Linked DNA regions of Mus musculus: region 1 is linked to region 2. A link is a contact called in public Hi-C data. All regions are on one chromosome and are shown on one strand. The core of a region is the stretch at or near the end of the contact, and the rest is flanking DNA. Distances in the headings are between cores, read along the strand shown. Region 1 has its middle 19 kb from the start of E130008D07Rik. Region 2 overlaps Tnfrsf21 (tumor necrosis factor receptor superfamily, member 21).

What was found. A called contact is a pair of places that touch in the nucleus more often than the background predicts.
Region 1: a Hi-C map of peritoneal macrophages shows a contact between it and region 2, with 4 times the contacts expected there. The contact joins two enhancer-like sites. A contact is called at or near these places in 12 of 484 Hi-C or Micro-C datasets (the Ba/F3 cell line, the HPC-7 cell line, Th1 cells and 8 more), 7 of 115 datasets of contacts at active chromatin or transcription factors (the HPC-7 cell line, bone marrow-derived macrophages, double positive thymocytes and 3 more) and 1 of 9 other capture datasets (embryonic stem cells).

The regions. Positions count from the first base shown.
Region 1 is chr17:43,136,583-43,142,728 of GRCm38.p6, forward strand. No RefSeq gene overlaps it. Among named protein-coding and RNA genes, the nearest start is that of E130008D07Rik, 19 kb to the right of the region's middle. Within about 2 kb of position 1,424, at least 108 of the 459 cell types and tissues checked have an H3K27ac peak or open chromatin away from gene starts, as enhancers often do. A contact at or near this core is called in bone marrow-derived macrophages, microglia and peritoneal macrophages, where this site is marked.
Region 2 is chr17:43,032,346-43,038,742 of GRCm38.p6, forward strand. It overlaps Tnfrsf21 (tumor necrosis factor receptor superfamily, member 21), which reads left to right. Exons shown (of 6, transcript NM_178589.3): 2 at 5,250-5,901. Among named protein-coding and RNA genes, the nearest start is that of Tnfrsf21, 19 kb to the left of the region's middle. Within about 2 kb of position 3,971, at least 36 of the 459 cell types and tissues checked have an H3K27ac peak or open chromatin away from gene starts, as enhancers often do. A contact at or near this core is called in bone marrow-derived macrophages, microglia and peritoneal macrophages, where this site is marked.

The DNA of each region.
Region 1 (6,146 bases), core at 174-2,673, 100 kb after region 2:
GAAAAAAAGAGGGGGGCTAGTTGAGAAGAAGGGAGGGGATCAGGAGTGGGAGGGAGAGAAGAAAGGGGAGCGATGGGTGAATATGATCAATATACATTGTATACAGGGATGGAAATGTCATGATAAGGCCATTATTATATATAATTGATAAATGCTTTTACAAAATCAGAACAGAAAGATAAGCTGAGGAGGAAGTTCAGAATCACAAATAAGTAAAATAACAACAGGGAAAAATCTTTCTCAGAACGTTGCTATGGAGATAGCCACATGCTGTGTGAGTGGAGACCTCAGGTTTTCCTATTGGGCAAGATGCATTGAGTAGCTACAGTCAGGGAAAGCCAGGAGGTCTGAACCTCGATGCCAGAGAGCCCATGCAGAGTTGAGAACAGGAGGAAGGTTCTGAGGAGCCCGGAGGGTGGATGTGGGTGACAACTTCAGAAGAAGAAGGGCAGGCTGGAAGCCAGTATATGGAGACAGATGTCATTCCTGGACCTCACGGCTACCTTGCTGAGCTCACTTTCTGCCAGCAGGAGAAACATGCCCTGAAGATGTGAAGATGCCAGAGACCGGTACAGAAAAGCGAGAGGAGCGTTGTTGTGGTTGGTTGTATGTGCTGACTTGATCAGGCTCCAGGGTGCTCAGGTATTTAGAAAAGCATTTGTAATGGCTGTGTCTGCAAGGGTGTCTTTTGATGTGTGCTACCGTGACCTGGCAGAGTGAAGTATACATTGCTCTCCCCAGCCCTGGTGGACCTCATCCAACCCATTGGAGGCCTGTGTTGTGCAAAATCGCAGAGGTAGGAAAATGTCTTCCCTCTGCCTATTTTTGAGCGTGAGCGTGAATGCTCTTGCCTGTGGAGTAAGACATAGACTGGACCTTACCTGTGTTAGACCTCCATGCTTCTTGGATTAGGATTTGGACTAGAATTTATCAGCTGTTCTGGGTTTGCTGTTGTGACCCACAGGTCATCACACTCCTCAGCCTCTGTAGCACTGTGAGACCATTAGTTATAAGAACTCCTGGAGTTGGAGAGATGGCTCAGAAGTGAAGAATGCTTCCTGCTCTTTCAGAGAACTGGAGGTCAGCTCCCAGCAGCTGTATCACCATCACGTGACTTACAAACACCTGTACCTCCGGTTCCAAGGGATCAAGTGCCCTTTCTTGCCTCTGTGGGCACCCAGACATGTGCATAAACGTACACAGATATACACATAAATAAAGTAAAATAAAATAACATGAATCTTAAAGGAAGAAACCCAGTCAATCATCACCCATCCTGCCTGCATCCTCTTGGTTCTCTTTTTCTCTGGGTCAAATGGATTGCCCCATACAAGCATCTTCTTGCTGCCTTCTCTACAGGCTGGGGCTAAACAGGGAAGTTATGGGTGGGGACAACTTTCAGACAGATCAAGAAGGAGGAAGGAGCGACTCATGATTTTCAAAGACAACACAAATGTTGGCAGTTTGGGGATGTAACCGATGAGGGCAGTGGACTCAGGGGCAGACCCGTGCGCATGCGCCCACGTGTTGCCATGGCACCAACACCATGCGCTCAATGGGATCTAGCCACACTTACGTTAATGCTCTGGTACTACAGAGTTGGAACTTTTAGTAAGTTTGAGCGAGGAGTAATATATCAGTGGTGATGAGCATGCAGGGTTAGGTCCCTTAGAGAAATGGTGACTAGGGTGGGAAGTGACACAGCTGTTGCCATATCAAGGCTAGAGAGTTGCTCCACCGAATAGCCATAAGTCCTAGTATCAGCCTCAGAGTTCAGGAACTCTGCTTTTCTTGTTTGTTTGTTTGTTTGTTTGTTTTCTTCAGACGATTCTGTGAAGGGAAGATGGAAAGTGTTAATTATATAAACTGAAGACGTTTCCCTGTGAAGTAAGGCCAGCCCATACCCAGCCTTAGGCTAAGTTTCACTTGCCCTTTCGCAACACAAACCTTTGTCCCTAGATCTGACTAAGAGGTTAAGCAATGTGAATACCGGTGGCCAGGCCCTTCCTCTCCCCAGAAGAGAGAAGAGGTCCCCGAGGCAGCAGATGTGAGTCAAGTGCCTTGTGGTAGAGGAGGCCACTGGAGTAGACCTGGGAAAAGGTTCTGACACTGTTTATGACTGTTGGGCTGGGCTTGATCAGACCAAGCACCAAACGCAGAGCTATGTATGCGCAGCTCTGACCTTCCTCCAGGGAGGATTTCAGGATGGGTGCTCATGAGGCTCCACTCCTCTATGAGTATCGGTAGGCAGGATTAATGGTTGCCCCAGAAAAGTAATGTTTTCTTCAGTGGTGTAGCTACTGATAAGTTGCCCATGTCATTGTAAATAACCCCTCACTCAGGCTCTTGTGATTAATTCACTGGGGCACATGACATCAATGACATCACACATACACACACACACACACACACACACACAGAGAGAGAGAGAGAGAGAGAGAGAGAGAGAGAATAATAAAAAAATAAAAATTTAAAAATCATCTAGTCTTTGTTAATAAGGATAATATACTTGGTGGTATACTTAAAATTGGTGGCAAAAAATCATGCCCGTAAGTAAGCACTGTCTGAGGGCTTGCGAAAGTTTCTAAACCTGTAGTTACAGGCATCCTCAACAAAAGGCATGGCAAGTCATTGACATTAGTGTCACCCAGGCACACAGCCAACTCAGGTGGGAATTGTTGGCTCTGTAAGGACAGGCAAAGGAAAAGGTCACACTCAAATGGCTCATCTCTGTCATCCTTAGTAGAAAAAATTGAAAATGATATTAGTCAAGAAAGGACTAAATAAGATGATATGCCTAATATTCAGGGAGACCAGGATAATGTTTCAAATGCCCTGGAATAACTGGCTCTGTGTGTGTGTGTGTGTGTGTGTGTGCGTGCACGCGCGCACGCACATGTGAGTGCACAGATTTATGTCTGAATGGTCTTCAGAAATTAGGTGATATTCCACAGGAAGGATTTTCCATCCTATCAAGAACCTAAGAATATTTCAAGGAACCAGATCACTATTTAGGGAAGAGGGAAGGTCGTGTATTATATTAGCCAGATATACTTCACTCAGATATGATTTTGGATTACACATGGTGGTGCACACCTTTAATCCCAGTACTTGAGAAGCAGAGGCAGGACAGGAGACACCCAGGGCCAACGAGACCCACATGAATGCACACCCCCTCATGTGTCAGTGAGAGCTCTCGCACACTCTCCCTCTCATAATGAGAAATGAGAAAAGGAGAAAGATAAAATATCTGCTATTCCTTGTATTAGTCAAAAAACTTCCTGCGTTTGAGGATAGCTTCGTGTGTACTTAGATATTTAGAAAGTCTCAGGTAAACCAGTGCTTAATAGTTTGTCTCAAACAAACAAACAAGCAAACATGATTTGAACCAATGGCATTGGGTAGGAAGGCTTTGGGCTTCAGATAACAAAGCTGAAGGAAGGTCTGCTCTAGCCACAGCTGAACGTCCAGTCCTCTTCTCTAACAGGAAGTCTGCAGGAAGTTGCTCTCCAAGTCCACGCAGCACTTCCAGGGCGTAAGCAGCTCAGAGTCTCTGAACTTGCCTGCTTGTTTCGCTGCTTCCTCTTCCACTCCAGGTGGGAACCACGGCTTTGAGCGACAGAGTCTCATATGTCAGCTTCTTGAGGCAGGAGAGAGAGAGTGATAATGCTAGAGGATTGTCTTCCCCCTTCCCCCCCCCCCCCGCCCCACTCTGACAGGAAGAGCCTTCGCCACCGTGACAACCTGCCTGCGATCATCTTAACTTAGTGGATAGACCCTCAGACGAGTCACTGGCTGACAAATATAGACACCCATGATTGGCTTACAGCATAGTGTTCATTGCTTCCTTTCTTTTCCATCTGCAGTCCAGTGGGGACCATTAAAACTAAGTCAAAGGGAAAACTATTCATGGTTTTTTAAAATTTTTTTAAATTTTAAAGAGAGAAATATGAAGGGCTAGGGAGATGGCTCGGGGGTCACGTGTGTGTTGTACAAGCATGAAGATTAGAGTATTATCTTCAGCAAGAAGGTAAAAAACCTGGATGTGGCAAGACCTGTAATCTTGGCACTGGGAGGTAGAGACCGAAGGATCCTGAGGCTTCCTGGTCAATCAGCATAGAGCTTCAGATACTGTGAGAAAACCAAATGGCAGAGAGGGATAAAAGAAGATCCCCGGTGCTAGCCTCATGGACATGCACACAAGCATGCAAGAATGCACACGCGCGCGCGCGCACACACACACACACACACACACACACACACACACAATCATAATGAGAGTAGAGAAAAGTAGAAAGAAAGACAGTTTATTATTCCTTGTATTGGTGAAACCCTCCACTAAGGGGCAAAAGCTATTGTACACCATGAACACCTGCAGGCTCAACCCTTGGGTGCAGAGGGAGAAGACTGCACAATGAATTCCACACCAACCATGGAGAAACATAAATTAACGAACAAATAGGAAAGCAAGCAAAAAAAAAAAAACTAGACTGGAAGGAGGGATTCTGGGTCATGGAAATATCATTCGCCATTGATGAATTTTATTTTTATGTTCATTTTTCAGCTCCATCCCTACTCCTTAATGTCGCTGCCATGTTCCTGTGCTATGGTAAATCTCTTGATTTAAACCAAAAGCTTTCCTTACTTCCTTTCAGAATTTCACTTACGTTACTCTCTCTCCTCTCCCTCACTTACAATGAATAATCTTGGAAGAAAACATGTCTGCATAGAAAAGGACTTTCTGGTTAGTTCATAATGTTGTTCCACCTATAGGGTTGCAGATCCATTTAGCTCCTTGGGTATTTTCTCTAGCTCCTCCATTGGGGGCCCTGTGATCCATCCAATAGCTGACTGTGAGCATCCACTTCTGTGTTTGCTAGGCCCCGGCATAGTCTCACTAGAGACAGCTATATCTGGGTCCTATCAGCACAATCTTGCTAGTGTATGCAATGGTGTCAGCGTTCGGAAGCCGATTATGGGATGGATCCCTGGATACATCACTGGAAAGAGAGGCCCATTGGACTTGCAAACTTGATATGCCCCAGGACAGGGGAACGCCAGGGCCAAAAAGTGGGAATGGGTGAGTAGGGGAGTGGGGGTGAGGGTATGGGGGACTTTTGGGATAGCATTGGAAATGTAATTGAAGAAAATACGTAATAAAAAAATATTAAAAAAAAAAAAAGAAAAGGACTTTCTACCTTACTGGCAACTGTAGGCTCTTAGGCGAGGGCTCTCGCCTCAGTCATACGCGTCTTCCTCTCTGTAAAGTGAGCTGGCTAAATTAGACACATCCGAAGGTCACATAGCCCCAGTTCTGAAACTTGATGGTTCTAAAGTCTGCGGGGACAAGCACATGACCCTTCTCCAACCTCTGGTATCAGGTTCTGTTCCCACTCGTTTTATTCATTATCTGCTCTGTCCCCTACTTAACCCAGACTTATTTGTGCAGTCTCTGAATGAGCAAGCCAGGCTTTTTTTTTTTGGATGATATTATTAGATGCTCCTGAATATTCTCCAAGTGCTTTAAATGAAAACTCTGGACAGTACAGCCAGACTTCCCAAGTTGCCAACTTGTCCCAGGCCTTAGAAGTCACCTAATTACATTGAATTCTGCCTGGTGGAGATGAAGACAGAAAGCCTGTCACTAATGGTGCATGTGTTGAGGGTGGTGACCACTCCATCTTTATTGCCAGCTATGCTAAAGCCCTTGCTGCATCAGAAGGAGTGTGAGCTTGTAAAGTTCCGAGTCTGCAGCATGATCTTCCATTCTCTAAGCGGTAAGGCTTAATGTGTGTGTGATGCTGACCAGTGAAGGAAGATTCTAGCAATATTCTGAAAGTGATAGATAAGAAATCAATACTAAAATCCATGGCTGAGAATCCGTCTTTGGTTAATGGGTAGCCACAGAAGGTGGGAGAGAGATTTCTGGATACTTCAAGGAGCAGAAGAATAAGATCAGCCAGAGGGGCTGCTCTGAGCATCGATTGCTGCTGCTGCTGCTGCCCCTGCCGCCGCCGCCGCCGCCTTTGTCGTCTTTGTGTATTTTGTGGCGCTAAAAGAATAGCAAGCACCAGGCAGCTTCTAATGAACAAATGCTTGTGATTCTGGAGGCCAAATCCAAAACTGAGATACTGACATCTGGAGGG
Region 2 (6,397 bases), core at 2,721-5,220:
ACAGGCTGGCCAGGCATGGTGGCGCACGCCTTTAATCCCAGGACTTGGGAGGCAGAGGCAGGTGGATCTCTGAGTTCGAGGCCAGCCTGGTCTACAGAGTGAGTTCCAGGACAGCCAGGGCTACACAGAGAAACCCTGTTCTGCATTATAGATTCCAGGGAAGACACACAGAGTATAAGTGTGTAAGTAAGAAAACGATGACAACCATATAGGGAAAAGAAGAAACCGAGGAGGGCTTTACAATTGGGGATGGGAGGCAGGGAGAGCACCCAGGAGGAAGTCTTGTCTCTCTGGATGATTTTGCTTTTTCTCAGACGTCAGGGGGAAGTGAGAGTTTGAAGCCGAGTGTGAAGGAACCAGATTGAGCGTGTGAGTTAGAGTGGGTGGAGAGAGAGAGAGAGAGAGAGAGAAAGAGAGAGAGAGAGAGAGAGAGAGAGAGCGAGCACTCTGCTCATAAAGAAACTTATGGGGGAGACCAGGAAGTTTCTATGAGCAGCTGGTCTCTGCAATGTTTGTATTTCTTTAGATGCCCATGCTGGGAGCTGGCAGATTTCACCTATAAAGGGCCAAGTGATAACAGTAAGCTAACTGAGGTTTCTGGGCAGAATGGTCTCTGTCATAGCTTTGTCGCTTTCCCACAGTAGCCTGAAAGCAGCCACGAGTGCTAGCTACATCAGTGTCTGGACTCTAGGAAGCTTGTTTATAAGACGAGCTGGTATGTTGGCATTCCTTTGCTGGCCCCTGGCTTGAAGGATGGTTTGCTTATTATTTTCCTAGTGTTCATTAGGTAGTTGAGCAAGTGAGGAAGTATAGTCTGTACAGTAGTCCCTGGCCTTGAGCTGCTTATAAGCATTAAGGAAAGATAAGTATATACACTTACGGTACTGCCAACCAACATTAAGAGACACTATGTAATTAGACGCTGGTACAATAGACAGAAACAGGAAGTGCGATGGGCTAGTTGCTCATCTGCTTGGCATCTGGGTGTTTAGAAAGAGATTTAAAGGCTACATAAGGATGGCAGGATTTGACAGAATCACAACACGCAGGAGGGTAGAATTGGTTGAATATTACTACTGAGTTCAACCTGCTCATTTCCTAAGTGAGCAACCCAGGATCCTGTTGACTTCCCAACAGGTTGGGTAAGAACATGCCTTCTCTTTTCAAAATCTTTGTCCAGTTCTTTTCCTGACTTTTTCTGCTTGATCCACCCAGGGATGTTTATGTACGTATGTTTGTGTATATGTTTTATATTGTTAGGGGTGAGAGAATGGGGTCGCTCCAGGTTATCGATTGCATTTAGGATGTCAAAAGACTGGGACCAGGGTGATCGTGTCTGCTACTTGGACTGATGTGGAGAGAAGAGAAGCTAGGTGAGGGGTATGGGAGGGAAGAAGCAGTTGTGCACAATAGAAAACTATACCCTGACCTATATACATGCAAGAAAGCAGTCAATGAAGTCTTGGTGGGAAGACCCTCTGAAGTAAGACATACCCATCCTGTTGGTTGCGTGCCTAGCCTTTAATGGCTAAGCCAGCTCTGTAGAATATGCTCATTCTGTTGAAGAACTCTGAATTGTTAGAGTGAGACAGTTTGTATGTTAAAACAGACAGGTCTTGGTGATGTAACAGAAGTTAGTAAAAGAGAAATCACAGAGCAACATGGTTGGCTTTTTTTCCCTTTGCATACACAAAACCAACTCAAACAAGAGAACGGGGAAGCTGAGAATCTGTAGTTCCAAATTGCTAGGACTATTACATAGATGTTTATTGAGGGGGGGTGGAAGTAAAATGCTAATATCAAGTTATTTAAAAATGCCAGGTTAGGTAGAGAAGGGGGTGACTCTGACTGTGAGATTGGGTTGTATCCAAAATGTGGCTCAGGATCAAAGAATTTTACAGTCAGAGGGGTCTTGGTTTAGTGTTAGGGACTCAAGAGTTAGTTAGATACCAGAAACACTCAGATTGATTAAAAAGGCAAGAAAAAAAAAACCTCACAGCCAAACAAAATAAGTTCCTCACCCTGTTGTATACTCACAACGATCTCAGAGATAAGACGAGGTACATGAAGAAAGTACTTTCAAAAATCATCTCAGACAGTATTATTTTTTCTTTTTCCATTTTCATGTGTGTGTGTGTGTGTTTGCGTGTGTCTGGGCTCTCATGTGTGGTTCCATGTGCACATGGAGCCCCAAGGTTGACATTGGGAGCCATTCTCAATTGCTCTTCCTTCCTATTTGGCGAGGCAGGTGCTTAAGCCAAACCCAGAGCTCAGTGATATGTGTCATCTCTCTAGCCTGTTTCTTCTAGGGATCCGCTGACACCTCTGTGATGGAATTACAGGTAGACTGATGTATCCACTTGATACACACTCTTCCCGGGCAATTTCAGTTTTATACTCAAAAGCCGGAAACTATGTTAGATCTCTCTGACCTGTCTTAGCCATGTCTATACACATGGTGGGGGTTGGGAGAGGAATCAAGGGTCTTAATTGGAAGGACCCAGCCTCGGTTTTCTTGACTCTCACTATCCATGACCTTGTCTCCCCTTTCCCATTTGTTTGTCTTCTCCTCTAGGGTTAGCTTTCACTATAATCTTTTTATATTGTGCAGGGGCCATCTTTAAATATTGTCTTCCATTTGGTCTATTTCTGCCCAGATCCATGGGGTTAGAGGGAAGAGCTAATGTGTGAGGTGCACATATGTGCATGTGTGGATGTGCGTGCGTGCGTGCGTATATGTGTGTGAACTATGTATGTATGTATGTATGTATGTAGAGGCATGTTCTCAGGTAGCTCAAGTGACTCTCAAACTTGACGTGTAGCCAAAGATAGCCTTGAACTCCTGATCCTCCTACCTCAGCTTCTCAAGTGTTGGGTTTACAAACTTGCGCCATCACAAGGGGATATTGTTTTGTTTTGGGACAAAGTTTCTTTATGTAGCTCAGACTGGTCTGGATCCTGTGATCCTCTTGTCTGAGTCTCCCTAGTACCGGCAAGTACTTCCACAACTTGGAAGGGGAAACTCTTGTTTAGATACAGTTTTTCCTTCTTCTTCTTTAAATAGCACAGTGGGATTAGCTATTGACTCTGGAATTGGGAGAGACTTTAGAGGACCCTGTAGTCTTGTTTGAGTAATAAGCTCTGCTCTCAACAGGCCTTCCCTCTGATTAGGCTTTGCAAAGCAGAGCTGCTCTGTTTGAGACAGAAGTGAGGGGGCTTGGAGCCTACCTCCCATTGCTCCTTGGCAAGAGGCAGCCCTGTGATTTTTGTCCAGTTCAGCGCTTGCTTCTTGTCCCACTGGTTTCTTCCTCCATCCACTTCGCTAAACACAGTTAATTCACACTCTCCTTTATTCTGTTTGCAGGAGATAGATGAGGTAATTTTATAGGTCAGCATTATAGTCCCTTAAAAACTGATAAAGGAGCCAGGCATGGTTGTGCAAACTAGCCCAGCTCCGTGGCTCATACCTGTAATCCCAGCAGCAACTGGAGAGTCTGAGTCAGGATTTCCACGAGGCCAGCCTGGGTTATAAAATAAGACTCTATCTCAAAACAAAATATCTTCAAAATAATTTTACCCCCACGAAATCAAGAATCCCAAATGGAGCAAGCATGGTATAGAGTGTAGGGAATGTGCAGTTGCTGGGTGGGGTTTGAACACAGCTAAGTGACCCCAACAAGTCAGACATCAGGAAAGAACCTACCATCCCTGTCTTAGAACAAAAGTCTGGACCCTTGTCTAGTCTGGTGGGTGTTGTCAGCAATGTGCACACTCAGGGTGGCTCCCTGGATCAGGAGCCCTGGGTGGGGAAGGCTGGGGTTGAGGCTCCATTTCCTAGAGCTTTGTGTATCTCCCCAGGGTGCACACTTTTGAGTCTACAGTGGGGGTGGGGCACTAATCTTGTACTCGGGCTCCATTGGACAGATGGTTTCCTCCACCCTGGGCATCTGCTGAACTCCGGATAGGGTGTCTGGGCTGGTTGTGCAAGTAGAGGGAGCAGGAAAAGGAAGGGCCAAGCCAAACGCTGAGAGAGGAGACTTACCACCAAGTAGCAGGATCTTCTCTTTCTCAATTTCCAATATGAAATTAAATTTCCCAACAAGAAAACCAACCACTATCCATCGCCAACCACCTCTGCCCCTACTTTCAGACTCAGAAGGAAGAAAACTAAGTATATCGTAAACTCTAAGGAGGAAACCTCAAGAACCGGTGAGAGGCGGGGAAGTACCCTGGCCCCACATAACTGTGGGGTTGGGAAAAGAATAGACTGGGGTCAAGTTTCGAGATGCTAAGAAGACAGACTCTTGATCACCTTGCAAGCAGTTTTTTTTCTTTTTCTTTTGCTTTGTTCTTTCAGTTACCGATGTAGCTGTAAATCTGTAAATCTAGAAGGAATTTGTTCGGTAGCTGGTAGCTTGGGGCAGCCATGATTTTCATACAAATTTCTCCATCTCACTGAGGATGGCAAAGACTATCAGGGCCTTCATTTTGACAGCCCCAGGGAAGCAGTCACTCTAGTCTTTTGCTCCCTGCTTCTCTTTCACAGCATCTCAGGACTTGGAACTTGGGATACCCCCAGGTGTGTGTGTGTGTGTGTGTGTGTGTGTGTGTGTGTGTGTGTGTGTGTGTGTGGTTTGTCCAGACAGGGTGTCTCCATGTAGCCCTGGCTATCTTAGAACTCAATTGGTAGACCAGACTAGCTCCAAACTCAGAGATCCGCCTGCTTCTGCCTCCCAAGTGCTGGGATTAAAGGCATATGCTACCACACCCAACGGGTCCTCCAAGTTTTTAATCTGGAAGTTGGTGAAACTCTGACCTGCTGGGTGAAGTTTTTATTTTAGAACATGAACACTGAGTTATTCTTGCTGGACCCAAGCTCAATGGGTAGATTTCTCAATGGATGCCTGCAGGGATTGTGTCTATCGGTTGTGGCCTTCAGAGACTGGACAAACTGCGTTTGAATCTAAAAGCACCAGCTCCATTGTTTAATGCACATAACAGGACTGTCAAAAGTATGGCTGTTTGTTAAAACAAAACAAAACAAAACAAAACAAAACAAAAGTTTATCATCAGGTATGCAGGTGCTATAGAAATGACAACTTTGGCACACACCTCCCTCTTTCTGATGTCAAGTTGGTGTGGTACCCGCCAGATCTTGAACAGTGGTGATGACCTGTTATTGCTGTTGCTGTTGCTGTTGCTCTGTTCGCCTCTGCTCCTCTATCTGACACCTCTCTTATTTCTTTCAGCTTGGATTCCTCAGCACCATCACAGCTCAACCAGAACAAAAGACTCTGAGTCTCCCTGGCACCTACCGCCATGTTGACCGTACCACTGGCCAGGTGCTAACCTGCGACAAGTGCCCAGCAGGAACGTACGTCTCCGAGCACTGTACCAACATGAGCCTGCGAGTCTGCAGCAGCTGCCCCGCGGGGACCTTTACCAGGCACGAGAACGGCATAGAGAGATGCCATGACTGTAGTCAGCCATGTCCATGGCCGATGATTGAGAGATTACCTTGTGCTGCCTTGACTGACCGAGAGTGCATCTGCCCACCTGGAATGTATCAGTCTAATGGTACCTGCGCTCCCCATACAGTGTGCCCCGTGGGCTGGGGTGTGCGGAAGAAAGGGACAGAGAATGAAGATGTGCGCTGTAAGCAGTGCGCTCGGGGTACCTTCTCTGACGTGCCTTCCAGTGTGATGAAGTGTAAAGCTCACACGGACTGTCTGGGTCAGAACCTGGAGGTGGTCAAGCCAGGGACCAAGGAGACAGACAACGTCTGTGGCATGCGCCTGTTCTTCTCCAGCACAAACCCACCTTCCTCTGGCACAGTTACCTTTTCTCACCCTGAGCATATGGAATCCCACGATGTCCCTTCCTCCACCTATGAGCCCCAAGGTAACTCAACCCCACGAATTGCTTGCTTGAGGAAGGCTTTGAGCCCAGTAGAGTGAGCTGCTAACCAAAGATGTTCTCTTCACTTTGCTAAATCTAAAAAATCATCCCTTGGAGGAGGGAACCTTCATTTTTTGTGTGGCTAATTAAATTTGGCTTCTTTGGACTTAATAGAAATATTGCAACTCAGAGGGTTTCTATTAGGAGACAACAGATATCTAGAAAGTAGGTTACATCAAACTGGCAAATAAAGAACTTCGAGAAATAAGGACAGTGTGTGACCTTATGTAAATCACTTAACCGACTCAGTGCTGGGCCTGAATGAGTGAGTTGAGTGATTTTAGTTGTTTAAGGTTCCTTTCAGATTAAAAAAAGTTATGTAAAATGGAGCTAATCGTGTGTAGATGGAGCCAGAAGAAGAGACAGCAAGGGAGAGCTTGTCATTATGTCTGGAAGGAAGGGAGGAATGTTGACTCCAAGGTAGGACAAAAAAAGAAAA